Regions from separate parts of the Gossypium hirsutum genome. Here region 1 is linked to region 2. A link is a contact called in public Hi-C data. All regions are on one chromosome and are shown on one strand. Each heading gives the region's core, a stretch centred on a gene start, on an enhancer-like site or on the middle of the called end of the contact. The rest is flanking DNA. Distances are from core to core; before and after follow the strand shown. Region 1 holds the start of LOC107927012 (ACT domain-containing protein ACR8). Region 2 has its middle 20 kb from the start of LOC107926981.

Region 1 (4,698 bases), core at 1,646-4,145, 43 kb before region 2:
AAATCATGCTATAAGACTAAATTTTTTATAAGCTTGTGTTGACAGGAGTGATAAATTTGATATTATACAAATAGAAAAAGTAATGTTAATATTTCATTAATGATTTAATAAATAAGTTATCAAAAAAAGTAAAAAATTTCTCCTATAGTTTACTCTATATTTTAACACATTTTTAAAACAGTGCATCACATGAGTTTAAAAGTAAAAGCCCCTACAAGAAAAACTTTCCTCCATATGCATAATTTAAAATTCTGTCATCTGTTATGCATTTAATTTCAATTTTATTTTATATAATAAAATTTATGTATCTGTTTACTTTCACGTTTAACTTATTTTCTAATTATGTTTCTATCAAAACTAATTTATATATTTGCAAATGTAATGTATGAAAATATTTAAAATGAAAATATTGTTTTCTTTAATGAATTATATGGATACATGGAAAGTCGCATAAAGTGACCATATATTAAAATTAAATATTTTCTAGATCTCTCTACCATTTTTTTAGTTCTATTTTTACTTTTCTTTTATTTAAAAATTTAAATTTAATTGTTCTTTGTTGTTAAATTCAGCTTTAATCCAATGTCTTTTTTAGCATGATTATTAAGTAAATATTTTTTTAATTTCAAAAAATTATATTAATAAATTTAATGAATTTTTTTAGCAACTATAACTATTGGATCTAAAATTTAAACTATAAAAGAAATTAAAGGACTGAAATTTTAAAATAAAAATAAAAGAGCTAAATTTAAATGTAGGAAAAGTACACCATATTTTAATAGGAAAAAAACTTCTTTTCGCTAAAGAAACGTGTTTTTCTAATCTTGATTTTGCTAGTTGAAACACATACTAAATGCGTTTTGTATTTCAATAAAAGAAACACATTTTTGCTATTTTTATGTTTTCTTTTTGAATCGTATGGAAACATTGAGAATATTTATATACATATATCAGAAGTTTCGAATCAAAAATTGACTTTGAAAATTCAAAAATTTGATTCATGAGTTGTCTAAACATTATGTTATAATCTTTTGTATTTTTAGAATAGAAAGAAAAATTCTTTTAATTATTCTATTTGGTGGAGCTTTGATCAATGGTTTGTCGAAACTCTAAACTTAATATTGAATAGATAAAAGTTGCTTTTAATTGTCGTGTTAACTTACTCATAAAATGAGTTTAGATAACAATATTGAAAAGTGGTTTTCTTCAAAAACATTTTTCTTACCTCATTTCTTCAATTAAACAAAATCTAAAGGCGAATTTCTTTAAAAATTTTTAAAAATTCTTGAAAGTTCATAGAGAACTTGAAGTCTACAAAATTAAATCTCTTAGAACTTTTGAAAAGTTTAATTTGTGAAATTGTATAATGGCTTAAAGGAAAGGGTATTTTTGTGTAAACCATAAGGTGCGGTGGTTGCTCATCTCACCCTTTACTATGTGGTTAAGGGTTTGATTCTTACTCATAAGAATAAAACACATTTCATAGGCAGTTGTTTGTCTTTGTAGAGAGCATTGACAATGAAAGTTTTTATCATGTAACAAATATATTTATAAAAATGAATACAAATAATAAATTAGATTTTAATTGAATGGTGAAATACAATTATTAATAATAAAAGGGTTCAAATCTTATTGTTTATGTATATTTTTCTATATAAAATAAAAAAAAATTACCCTCAAAATAATACAATTTATTATCTTAATGTCACCAATTCAATTAACTGTTTAATGTATACTATAAACAAGTTCTTTTCAGCACAATGAATATTACATAATCATGATTTGTTCATACATACATTATATAATTACTAACAGATTAAAATTTTAAAAAAATCTTATATGTACTCATAAATAAAACTGAATTAATCAAACAACAACTGAATTAAAAAATATTTTATTTAATCTTTAAAGACATTTCTTCTTTTAAGGAACCTTCTCTTTAAAAAAAATTTACCCCTCCATTATATTGTGGACTGTCAAATACTCTAGTAGTAATTAAATTATGTATTAATACATCTTTAATGTCACTTTAAATAAAAGTCACCAGAAACTAATTAATATTTTCCCTAAATTACAAATCCAAAAAGCGTGCCTCCAGGTCTACGTACAAACTCATGTGCGCAAAATTTGTGGCTTTCCGACCATCCAATTAAAATCGAGCACGTCAGATTTGTTGGATTGATGTGTCTTCTCAGTCAGATCGTGACCGTACCTACAAGGATATGAATATGCTTTGATATATACTATTCTATCTACCCTTTCCTCTCCTAATCTTCACTTTCACACCTTCCCTTTTTCTCAAATCCTACTCTAATCCATTCCCAAAGTCAGTTTAACGAAAAATCAGAGGGTAAAACGGGAATTTGGGTTTAGTTATATATCAAAAGATCGCATCACGTTACGCCGAGAAATACAAGAAAACCGGCCCAGAAAAATAAGATGAGACGGAGAAAAGCCGATCCGAGCGAGCAAGGTGGTGTCACGTGCGGACGTCATAAATTAAATTCCCGTCGGCAAATTTTGAAAAAGAAGACTTAACAATCAAGCTAATTTTTTTGCCGACGTGGATATATCCGTCACCGTGTCTTCAGATACCCTCTTTTTTGAGTTGAAGACACGCAAAAGGACAGTAGACTCAATACAGGTGGCAATCCGAGCTGGACATACGAACTACCCAGATCGAGGGATCAAATGACACGTGGCATTAATAAATGTTGACAAATGGGAATGTGTTGAACGAAATGGAATCAAGGGCTGACTAATCGGGCGGGCGTTACTTAAATAGTGGCGTCGTTTCTATATTACTATAAAAATTCAAAAATAAATAAAAGATTTTAAATAAATGTAATATTTTCGGTAACATAATTAATGCGTGTATATATAAAGGGAGCATTAGAAGAAGGGAAGGTAAAGACCAAGGCGGTGGTGCTTCATCTCTTTTATTCTAGAAACAAAAGAAAAACAAGGGAAAACAAGATTTTTGCAGAGTATTTGGCATTTGGGTCCTTGTTGTTTGATTCAAACCAGCCGTCTTCTTTCAAGATATATAAAGGGTTTGTATAGTTATTAGTCAAGTTTTCAATCTTTTTTGGGTTCTTCAAGAGACAGAAAATTAAGAAGAGGAAGAGAAAATATGGAGTGGCATGCTTGTCTTGATGAATATGAGAAGCTTGTGATAAGGATGAGTACTCCCAGGTTTGTAATCTTCGTTTCTTATGTATAAATCAGAGAAAATTTGTCACAAATCTATGTTTTTCTCACTTCTGGTTTTAAGTTTTTTTTTTAAAATTTGAACATACTGGTTAACAAAATCATCTCTGAACCCTAACGAGTAGGCACAAATTTTAGTTTAAATTATTATTACCAAAAACCTATGTACAGATTTTCTTTTTCTTCATGTTTTCCGTTAACTCTTCCGATTTTCCGTGTACTTTTCAATAATAAATTACATATTACCAAATCAAATTTGAAAATTCAAAAAAAAAAAAGAGTGTATTTCCCAGTGTTTGACCTTCTCCTGCCTTTTTATTGTGTTTTACAGAGTGGTCATTGACAATGCCGTTTGCCCCACTGCAACTCTTGTCAAGGTTAGCTTCTACGAAACCTCTCAAATATGAACACACCGCTCCAAATTTTTTACTTATCAGTCTCTTGTTTTTCTTTTGATTTTTCAAGGCCTTTGACACTTTCTTTCTTTCTTCTCTTTGTTGCTATGATTTTTCCAGGTTGACAGTGCTAGAAGACACGGGATTTTGCTAGACGCTGTTCAAGTTTTAACAGATCTGAACCTTTCAATTAAGAAGGCTTACATTTCATCTGATGGCCAATGGTTCATGGATGGTAAGCTCGCTTCCCCCCCCCTCCCTTTTCTTTAATTTTTAGACAAAGTTTTCCTGTTTCTGGGTGTTGCTAGAAAACCCTGTTTCTAACATTACCCTTTTTTGGGTTTGCAGTTTTCCATGTGACTGATTTAAACGGAAACAAATTAACTGACGAAAGCGTTATTAGTTACATCGAGCAGGTAATTTATTGCAGTTGATTAATGCCCTTTATACTATCTTAATTTCCTATAAAACTGATTTTTGTGTTGGTTTTTCTTCAATTACAGTCCCTTGAGACCACTGATCCTGATAGAAGCCATGAGTTTGATGGTTTAACAGCATTGGAATTGACTGGAACCGATAGAGTTGGTCTTTTATCGGAAGTATTTGCAGTTTTAGCTGATCTACAATGCAATGTGGTCGATGCTAAAGTATGGACTCACAATGGTCGAATCGCTTCTTTGATTTATGTGAAAGATTGCAATTCAGGGTCTCCAATCGAGGACTCGCAACAGATTGACAGAATCGAAGCACGTTTAAGGAATGTTTTGAAAGGTGACAATGATATTCGTAGCGCAAAGACTTCGGTTTCTATGGCTGTAACCCACACCGAAAGAAGGGTACATCAAATGATGTTTGCAGATCGTGACTATGATAGAAAGCCTATTTTGCAACATAAGGTAGATTTACCTGTGGTCACCGTGCAAAATTGGGTCGAAAGGGTTATTCAGTTGTGAATGTTCAGTGCAAGGATCGAACCAAGCTTCTCTTTGATGTTGTTTGCACATTAACAGATATGCAATATGTTGTGTTTCATGCAACTATCAACACAACTGGGGATAAAGCATATCAGGAATTCTATATTAGGCACTCGGAC
Region 2 (4,737 bases), core at 1,281-3,780:
TGATTCCTTAAAGATATTGTATGTGCTTGAATATATATATATAGTTTGTTTTGTTAATATCACACTTATAGTGGCAAGGTGGCATTTGGTTCCCTTGCCAACTTCTCATAAATGCATTCATGCTTTTATGCCTCCCTGTGATTTATTGCAATGAAGGTAGCTAAGTCTAGGAATCCGTTCACTGTGATTTATAGTGATAAGGTGACTGATAGGATAATTAAATGGTTATATACGGCGTGTTACAAGCTATTCATTCTATTGTATAAGAATAAGTTTTTAATAATATAAATAGATAAAATTTTTAACAAAATAATTAATTTGTTCTTTGATCTAACATATAAAGATTAATTTATCCCTCTTTTTTTATTTTTTTTTGTAAAAGAGGCAACATACAACCCGACTCTTAATACTAAAACCCTTAAAGGTAATTTTAACTTCATATATGATCATATTCTTATAACTTTGTATATCAGAATTTTATAGATGGGACCAGTATAGGGACAGTTCCATACCATTTCAGAAATTATATTTAATGCAACACATTACAGTTACAGCCTACAAATTTAACTACTTCAATGACAGACAACTATCTAGCAGCCAGCTCTTCTGAAGATACCATTGGATAATACTATACAATTGAATAGGTAGCGTAGTTATTTCTTAAATACACACATGGAGCAGAAACCAGTTCTTAGAATATGATGTAAGAAATGTGGGTCAACTACCATTCGGCTACCATTACCACTTGCATCCAAATTTATCGGATGTCTCAATATTAAACTACATAGATAACTACTCTTTAACTCTTTGTTAATGACATTTAATTGCCTGATTTTGACCAAAGAATGGAACAAGAGACTTGAGGAGCGTTGTTGTTAAAGGAATCTTGGGTGTTAACAAACAAAACATGTTAGTTGTTTTTGTATTTGTAAGAAGAATATATGTAGGATGCTTGGTTTTGGCGTTTTCTAGTTGAATGAGTAATTATGACATTTCAAGCATAGTTGAATATTTTTTTCCAGCTGATGCAAGCTTCAATAAACAACAGGATTCAACTAATGGAATATTTCTCCTAAAAGATGCTTTAGTTAGGCATGTAGACTTTGGATAACAAAACTGATTTGGACCAAAGCTTCTGGATTTATGCATTTGTGCTTATTACATTTGGCTACAATTGAGTAATCGAATTCTTGCCCATAATTCATATGTCATGTCAAGATTCTTCATGTTTAATACTATAATCAACATTTAGAAATTGATTTGTCATTCAAAATAAACATGTCGTGTTTGAGGTTAAGGACCAATCCTATGATTGATTTTTTTTCTTAAGTCAAATGTTTGTTTTGATAAGTTCATTCCCCGACATTATCATATTGTAGTTAGTAAGAATTCCAACCTTAAAACTGATGCGATTTATTTTTATTACTGAAATAACGATTTATATTTAATGCATTAATTATTTTAATTTGTTAAATGAATCTAATGATTATATTATACATGATTTTAAAAATTTTAACAAAAAATTATTATTAATGGTGCACTATCATTATATGAAATGTTTAATGTGTTGAATTATATATCATATATGCAAACTATGTTATGGACATATGGGGTTCTTAGTTAGATTACTTGGGGGAGAAATTGTGGTGTAACAGTTAACGAGCCAGCCCATTGGGAGTTTGGGTTCGTCAGTTGGATTGAAATGGGCATGAAATTCAATTAGGAGCAAGCAAATTTATAGGAAGACCATTATTCGGTTATAATCATGTTGTCAACAAAACAAGCCACCTAAAAAATGCCTATAAGCACCTCTCCATTGTCTATTCCCCAGGTGCTCATCGGATGGCCTACTTACTAAATAGTTTGTCTCCATTCAACCTTTCGATATTTGTGGAAGGGTTCTAATCACCTGTCTTTAAGGTCAAGTTAGTCATCTCTGCAAACAGATTACTTGCCTCCTTTGAAAAGATCTTGTCCATCCACCTTTGTGAACAAACTACCCGCTTCTCAAGGCATTTGTGTCTATACATGTGAACATTCCCTTAAAAAACCTTTGGGGCCACCTAAGCATGATAACCTTATACTTCAACAAGAAAGACCGAACATGCCCCACTATGCTTATCCTTTTAAGTTCTCCATGACGACAAAACAGGAGGAAATTCATATAAATACCCTCCAAACCTAAGAGGGAGGGACCTAAGCGAACCTATTTAGCATTCTGCCTCTTCTGCCTCTGCAGCAACGCCCTCATTTATGTACTCTTCTGGTTCTCTGCTAGTTGAGGTGAATCGACCACCTTTGCTTCATCGCCTTCTTCTCTCTAGCTATGTCCTTTTTGAGATTTGTATCGACAAACCCCGTTTTAATTTACTTAATTGACAATTTGTTTAAATAGATTTTGGTTAATTTAGATTAGTTGAATTAAGTTGGCTTTGAGTCCAGTTTTAGCACTAGGTTAATGCAATCCATAACCGATCCACCGATTTAATCCACTTATATTTATTTTTAAAATATTTAAAGTATATTAATATATAGATATTATTCAAACTACTCAAACCCAAAGCCCAATGACCCAACCTAGCCAACAACCCATTAATACCAGCCCAACATTTTAAAATTTTTACTTAATCCAAAACCAACCAACTTAATTTAATTAACCCAGCTCAATAAAAATAAAAAAGAAGCAAATTTCAATCAAGTAAAAGCAATTGGTACAACCTTCCCCTTTCAAAATAAAATTTTAAGCTTTGATTGTAAAAAAAAAAAATGGAAAAAAGAGGTTATGATGGATTAAAATGAAAAACATGAATGGAATTGAGATGTTAGATTTAGTGAGGGCCTATTCGTCTTAATGGATTTATTGGCTCTTTATTTTATTTTTTATTGCCCATCTGTTAATGCCCCCCATCACGTTAACCTTCCAACTTCCTACACTTAACACTAATAGATATAAAACAGTTGTTTTTTTTTTTTGTTTTTTTAAAAATTATGCCATCTCTGTCTTGTTTGCAGCTGTGAAAAAGTAAATGGTACATATGAATTTCATCCCTTTATTATCTCCAAAAAAAAATTCAATTATTATATAAATAGTAAGAATTTCAAATTTACTATTAAAAAATTCATAAATTTTAAAAATAATTATAAATATTATATTTTTAAATAAATTATTACTCAATTTATATTATTTTAAAAAATCTAAATCTAAATTGTGAAAAACTAATTTTATTTATCTTTTAAATTCAATCAATCTACTAGAGTTTTTTGAAAAAAAGATGTAATCACCAAAGGAAATATTGGAATGATTTGGTTTGGATTTTGGAAAGAGTAGTCATTGTTTCATATATTTTTCTCCTTATGGTTTTGAATCCATGAATAAAAAAAGGTTTGTGCAATCAAATGGTCATGTTCTCCTCAACTTAACTTTATGGAACTGCTCCCAATTTACCTTTTCTTTATTGAAACAATATTAAACAAAGCTAGCAATTTATTTATTTTTAATAAAATAACATAATAATATGAAATTTAAATGAATATTTATTCTTTGGACTCCAGTAATCCACTCCCTGACATAGACATGCAATATGATCACCACTTTGATTTTAAATGAAATGTTTATTTTATTTATTCTCATTTCCCATCTTCAATGAATTAGGAATTTAAAAACAGAAAAAGGTTAGGCATTTTAACCCACCAAAATAAATAAAATTATATATTCACTATAATAAATTTTCCCAATTTTTTTATTTTTATTTTTCACAATTTACACATCCTTGACAAAAAGTAAATTATTATTTCACACGCTACAATTTAAATCTGCTATATAGATTTTGGGATAAACACCAAGGTTGTTATTACTTTTTCTTAATTCAATAGGTATCAATATTGTTAATAATGTAGGAGGATGTAGGTTTAAAACGCATTATCCTTTTTATTTATGGGTTAAAAAGGGGTTATGGATAGTTCTAGACATTATGTCAAAAAGAGCAGATATTATCAGAACCTATAATGAAATTGTTTAATATATATATATATAAGTTTAACTTTCATCATCTCCAAATAAAAAGAAAATTTTATTTTTAATTTATATTAAATAAATTCATAATAACTCAATTATGAAAGTGTTTTTTATTTTAGTCACTCAACTATATATTTTTTTATTTAAGCACTAATAATTTTAAATATGATCATTAACTTGGAAACATGAAGTGATCTTTTATAGGTATAATAATAATTTTAACCTTCCCATATTTATATATTATTTTAATTGTGTTTTAATTCTAAAAAAAAGTAATAAATTTTGAACCTCAAATGTTTGTATATTCCATCAATTTAATCCTAATTTAGAAAAATAAAAAAATTTATTTAAACTATTTTCAATCAAAATTCTCAACTTTTATAAACTGCATAACATTTAAATATATATAATATAAAAAAATTGAAAACATTAGTGAAGATCAAAATTTATTAATTTTTTTTTTAAATTATGACTAAAATGTTAGAATGTTTAAATATTGAAGAGCTAAACTTATTACTATACAAGTAAAAAGATCATAGCACTTTGATTAACAATTAAGTAGCAATGTGCCTAAATAATTAAAATTTAAGAACATTAGTGATTAAATAAAAATTATAAAAATAATGGAGATCATCACCAATAATTAAAAAAAAAAAAAAAAAGAGAGTTAGGATTAAGCTTGTTCTTATCTTAAGTTAAATTGTTTAATATTAAATAGAGGT

The links. A called contact is a pair of places that touch in the nucleus more often than the background predicts.
Region 1: a Hi-C map of leaf shows a contact between it and region 2, with 1.8 times the contacts expected there. The contact joins the promoter of LOC107927012 here to the enhancer-like site in region 2. A contact is called at or near these places in 6 of 34 Hi-C or Micro-C datasets (hypocotyl and leaf).

Annotation. Positions count from the first base shown.
Region 1 is chrA08:116,681,292-116,685,989 of Gossypium_hirsutum_v2.1, reverse strand. It overlaps LOC107927012 (ACT domain-containing protein ACR8), which reads left to right and starts at 2,895. Exons shown (of 7, transcript XM_041074875.1): 1 at 2,895-3,195; 2 at 3,542-3,587; 3 at 3,726-3,840; 4 at 3,954-4,021; 5 at 4,109-4,529; 6 at 4,532-4,698. The coding sequence starts at 3,134.
Region 2 is chrA08:116,637,979-116,642,715 of Gossypium_hirsutum_v2.1, reverse strand. No RefSeq gene overlaps it. Among protein-coding and RNA genes, the nearest start is that of LOC107926981, 20 kb to the right of the region's middle. Within about 2 kb of position 2,530, at least 9 of the 9 cell types and tissues checked have an H3K27ac peak or open chromatin away from gene starts, as enhancers often do. A contact at or near this core is called in hypocotyl and leaf, where this site is marked.